Linked DNA regions of Anas platyrhynchos: region 1 is linked to region 2. Evidence: chromatin contacts called from public Hi-C data. All regions are on one chromosome and are shown on one strand. The core of a region is the stretch at or near the end of the contact, and the rest is flanking DNA. Distances in the headings are between cores, read along the strand shown. Region 1 holds the start of MYD88 (MYD88 innate immune signal transduction adaptor). Region 2 holds the start of XIRP1 (xin actin binding repeat containing 1).

Region 1 (2,700 bases), core at 56-2,555, 150 kb before region 2:
CGTATCCCAAATAAAAGTCTGGGACAAAGCAGTAGCCCAGATGTTGGAGTACCTGAACAGGCCTAGTGTTCTGAGCATCGCTTGTTCAAACCTAATTAATCAGAAACCCAACTGCAAAGCCACTCAGATCCTGACAGATGTCCTGTTCTTGATCCAAGTGAATGTGTGCAAGAGGGGACTGCTCCCAGCTCATCTCCTTACGATGGTGAGTTGCTGCTCTCACCTGCTCCCTCACAGAGCAGTATCTGAGGGATCCCAACCGGGCTGGGTAAAATCTCCTGGGTTAGCTGGAGCTGTTGTTGGCCTGAGCTAACCTGGGGAATTGGGACATGGCTGCTGCTGGCAGAGTTGGCAGCTCCAAAGCTGGATGTGCAAAAGTGCCTCAGCTTTTGGGTGGAAAAGGAGCAGAAGCAGAGCCATGGACACAGAGATTGGGTGTACATCAGCTGTCAGCCTTTCCTTGTGAATCTGATGGTCTGGGTGTTGGGTGGGACAATCACAGAGTCATTAAGGCAGCAAAAGCCCTCCAAGATCACCTGTTCCAACCATCCCCCTACCACCAATGTCACCACTAAGCCATGTCCCCAAGCACCACGTCCAACCTCTCCTTGAACACCCCCAGGGACGGTGACGCCACCACCTCCCTGGGCAACCCGTCCCAATGCCTGACTGCTCTTGCTGAGCAGAAATGTCTCCTCATTTCCAACCTGAACCTCCCCTGGCATAACTTGAGGCCATTCCCTCTGGTCCTATCACCTTCCCCAGCTCCATAGCCCTGCTCTGGACACACTCCAGCGCCTCGATGTCCTTGTATTGAGGGACCCAGAGCTGAGCACAGCCCTGGAGGTGCAGCCCCAGCAGAGCAGAGCCCAGGGGGACCATCACCGCCCTGCTCCTGCTGGCTGCTACCAGCCAGGATCACAGAATCACAGAATTTCTAGGTTGGAAGAGACCTCAAGATCCTCGAGTCCAACCTCTGACCTAACGCTAACAGTCCCCACTAAACCATATCCCTGAGCTCTACAGCCACATGCGCACACTGCTGGGTCTCACTCAGCATCCATCAGCACCCCCAGATCCTTTGGAGAAGCCTGGAGCTGGACAATAAGACAAAATGTGGATTCCTGAGGTGCTATTTGGGAAAAAAAAAAAATAAATAAAAAAAATAAAAAATAGTAATAATAGTAATAATAAAGGCTCGTGAAGCGCAGATCCTTCCTCCTTTCGCCTCCCCCCGGGGGCGGCAGAGGCAGAGGCAGAGGCGGGTCCTGCCCCGTGAGGCGAGGCGGGGCGGGAAGGCTCCGGGGGAGGGAAGAAGAAGCCGAAAGCGGCCCCGGCCATGGCCACGGCACCGGCGAGCTCGGGCTCGACCCCGGATTCAGCTCCGGGCTCGACTCCGGGCTCGGCTCCGGGTTCTTTCCCCCCGGAGCTGGCGGCCGTGCCCATGGTGGCTCTGAACTACGGCGTGAGGCGCCGCCTCGGTCTCTACCTCAACCCCCGCGCCGCCGCCGCCGCCGACTGGACGGCGCTGGCCGAGGAGCTGGGCTGCGAATATTTGGAGATCCGGCGGCTGGAGGCTCTGCCAGACCCCACCGGGGCTCTGCTGGACGAGTGGCAGAGCCGCTGCCCCGGCGGGGCCACCGTGGGCCGCCTGCTCGAGCTGCTGAGGCAGCTGGAGCGCCACGACGTCTTGGTTGACCTGGCGGCCAGCGTGGGTGAGGCGCGGGTGTACCTCAGGGGGAGGTGGAAATGGGCACAAAGGGTCCGGGTTTTATCCTGGGGATGTCCCCAGAGGGGGTGTGAGGGGAAACTGAGCCCCACGGCTCCTTGCTGGTTTTTTTTTGGGGTCACACAGCGACGCGGCAGCCCCTTCATGGTTCCTCCTCACAGGGCTTTCAGGAGGGAAGGGCGCCCCGGTTCTGCTAACCTTGAGCCCTGAGAAGTAATCGCGAGCTTCATCTTATCCAGAGGACCCCCTTGGTTCCTATCAGCACGTCTAAGGATGATTTCGGCACACTGGGCCATGAGGAGGCTCAGATATTGAATAATGTGGGAGTGGTGCAGTGCTAGGGGGAGATTTGGGGTGCAGGGTGTGCAGCACCACCTGTAGGGTCAGGGTGTCAGGAGGGGAAGTTCATTTCCATGTAAGCCGAAAAATTACAAGGCACAATCAGCACACAGCAGTGAACGTGGGGGCCCCACGGCTGCTTTTATAACCTGTGCTTTGTAGCCTCTGCTCGCGATCACAGGAGTTCACAGGGAAGCCGGCTGCGAGAACTGGAGGGGAACTTAACTGCCGAAGCGCTTCCAAAGCCAGGGGCTGCTCTGAGGCCGTGTGTTGTGGCGTGTCGTTTACGGGGTTACCGATGAAGAAATAACAAATCTCATTTCCTGTTACTGCAAGAGCTGAAGCTGTAGGAATGTGGCTGCGCGGAGAGCCTGACTACGAACCGACGGAGGGCTTCCCTGTGCTCCCGCTGCTCTGCCCAGCGAAGAACGCTCTGAAGACTTTGGGGAAAGGAAAAAGAAATCAGTATGTTTTGTGAGCCACAGCTGCGTGAGGGACCTGAGGTATCAGAAGAACAGCAAGAATCGCTCACTGAGGCTGCTCGTGGCCCCAAATTCAGCCGAGCCCCCAGGAGGGAGCGCAGTGGGCTGACTTCTTCAGACCCCGGACAGACAATAGCGGGGTGAGCGGGA
Region 2 (2,700 bases), core at 70-2,569:
TAGGGTTAAGAAGATGCATTTTAAGTCAAATTACTCCTAATGCACGGAATGGGTCTTTTCCACCTTTGCCCATCAATTTTCTTATTCCCCTTAGTCACCCAGTCCAGCTTTGTGACAGAGAAAGGGAAAGAACCAGAAAAAGGTTCAGCTTTAAATCATTTAAAGTAATTTGATGGAAATTATGTGTATGCATCATAAATGGATATATATATATATTTAATGTCTCCAGTGTTGTGTAGACATGAATCAGCTCTGAATTAAGCAGTAACTGGAGGATTAAGCACCTCTTGCCCTCTTCTGCCAAAAATGTTCTTGTATTCCAGGCTTCAGAAAGGCACAGCAGAAGTCTCAGGCAGTGGATTTGTGATGACTGATCTGACACTTGGAAGTACATTAGGTCATCTGGGGCTCATTTTCTGAATTTAGATAGAGCTCAAGGGACCTACAAGTTATACGTAATTGCTCTTTAATTACTGACACAGACATCCAAACCATGGGATTATTAGATACTTGCACTGAGATTTTGAAAATACTTGTTTTAAAAGCTGTGTTGCTTGCATAATATGTTTCATAAATGATTTCTATTGCACTTGCAGATCTGGTCAATTTTTTTTCTGGGGGGTTGGGGTGATACTCAGCAGCTTATGAATCACCGCCTTCCCCTTTTAACATATCTGAAATCAAGACCAGGAAGAGGGATGTATATTTCTCACTATTTGCTTTAGAAATTCCTCTTTTTTTTTAAATTTATTTTTTATTTTTGTATCCCTCCTTTTATTTATTTTTTCCCCAGGTCACTTCACACAATGTTAGAGAAGAGACAGCTTTAGATCACAGACACCCACCTCCCACAGTCCAGGGATCATTCCCCATTCTTGCGGTTGTGTCTAATGTTAAACAACTCCACGTGAAGAGCCCCTGGGGGATTTACTTCATGGCAGGATAAACGCATTAGAAGGGAAGCCTTCCCTGATTTTTCATTTATGCCCCCCTCTTCTTCAATACTGTAGGCACAGTAAATGGAAATACACTTCTCAGCCCACCCTGAACTGTTCCCACAACCAGCACAGCACCCCCCAGTCACCAAGGGCTTACTGATATTAATTCATTCCATCTCCTCTGATCTGGGAGGGTTGTTTTTTTTTGGTGTAAAATCACTTACATGCTAGAGTGCTTTCCTCCACCTGAGATCTGCCATTTGATAGTCTCCTTGGGGCTCTTCAGTACCACGCTTCTGACTCCTTTTTCATCCCCTCCTTTACAAGACAGGAGGCAAAGTCCCTTGGCAAAGCTGCAATTAAATATTAAAAGCTGATGTGTGATTGGAGCTGGTGTGAATTGGAGAGCTGGCACTGAAGAGCGGAGGAGTTGAAGCCTCCTCCTTGCTCCTGCTAGCCTGTTGCCAAATATTAAGGTCTCATCCTTCCCTGTAAAACCACCGAGTAAATTCAGAGCCCAGCTGGGGCATGAATAGCCATCTAGACCCACAGCAAGGCTCTGATTTGGGTGTAAATCTGCTGGAATCCTTGTCTGAGGTGGAGCAGAAATTAGTTCCTCAGCATGGGGATTTTAAAGTGGATGTTTCTGGCAAAGGTCATACATTCATCCTCCAAACCAGGAAGGTTTTTCAGCGCATCTTATGGTCCCAAATGCCTGTGACTTTGCTGAGGAGGCTTTGCCTGAACCATAAGAAAGGAAATCTCTCCAGACTGTTAACAGCTCTAGGGCATGCACTGCTCCTCCTGGCAAAAATGAGGTGGTCAGGACTTCAGGGAGAGAGGGTCCGGGTGCAATGAATTGAAATTGTTCACTATTAGGGACAAGAAAAGGCAGGACTGGTTGTGGGGATCCAATTTATGCATCATCTAAGTCTGATCAAAATCAGAGTTTAGCAAAGGTAACCCCTCAAAAAACATCGTGCCCACTAACAGGACTGGTCTGGCACCTGACAATCCATGGTTTTCCATGAAGTTCTTTCGGGGGATTTGTCCTGCACATGCTGGAAGGTTGACCAAGCAACAAAGGCAGTGCGTGAATAAGAGCAGATAATAGTGTGTTGGTTTATAATGAACCAGAAGGGCTGCATTTAACATCAAAAGCTGGAAAATCATTTACCCAGAAAAGCCTAAGCTAAGCAAGAAACCTTTGATACTAGGGGTGAGTTAGGGCAACACACAGAGCTGGATATACGGACCGACCACCTCTGTCATCACTTTATGAATAATAACCTGCACTTTTCTGTGCGTTCTGATCCAAATCTTACTGGAACAAGTAGAAAACTCTTTACTGAGCTTTTATTCCAGCACTTAAACCCATCTGAGAAACTTTAACACTTTTATTCTCTACCTTGCAGGTATGGTGAGTCTGATTTCATGCATTAGGTGCTTATGATCTCAGGTGCATTTGTTGCAGCAGCACCTAAGGACCAGCCTAGAGCACGCCCCCAGCTCTGTACAGATTCAGGTGTGTACCAGGCTTGAAGCCTTTGCCCTCCTCCTGCACTCTCAGGGTCTTCCTGACCTGGTAATTTTCCACTGAACGATATTCAGCTCTTGGAGGAGTGTGCAGGATGCCCTGCACCCTGATGGGAAAATATCAGTGACTTTATCAGCTGCTGGGCTTCCAAGGGACAAATCTGACGGATGTTGGATGGGTTTTTAGTTGAATGGGCAAAGCAAGGCTTTGAAGCTGAGATGCTTC

What was found. Hi-C and Micro-C count contacts between places; a contact is called where the count stands out from the background.
Region 1: a Hi-C map of skeletal muscle shows a contact between it and region 2, with 1.9 times the contacts expected there. The contact joins the promoter of MYD88 here to the promoter of XIRP1 in region 2. A contact is called at or near these places in 2 of 8 Hi-C or Micro-C datasets (skeletal muscle and subcutaneous adipose tissue).

The regions. Positions count from the first base shown.
Region 1 is chr2:154,513,529-154,516,228 of IASCAAS_PekinDuck_T2T, reverse strand. MYD88 (MYD88 innate immune signal transduction adaptor) reads left to right here and starts at 1,305. Exons shown (of 5, transcript NM_001310832.1): 1 at 1,305-1,715. The coding sequence starts at 1,340.
Region 2 is chr2:154,360,883-154,363,582 of IASCAAS_PekinDuck_T2T, reverse strand. It overlaps XIRP1 (xin actin binding repeat containing 1), which reads right to left and starts at 1,319. Exons shown (of 8, transcript XM_038173952.2): 1 at 1,163-1,319.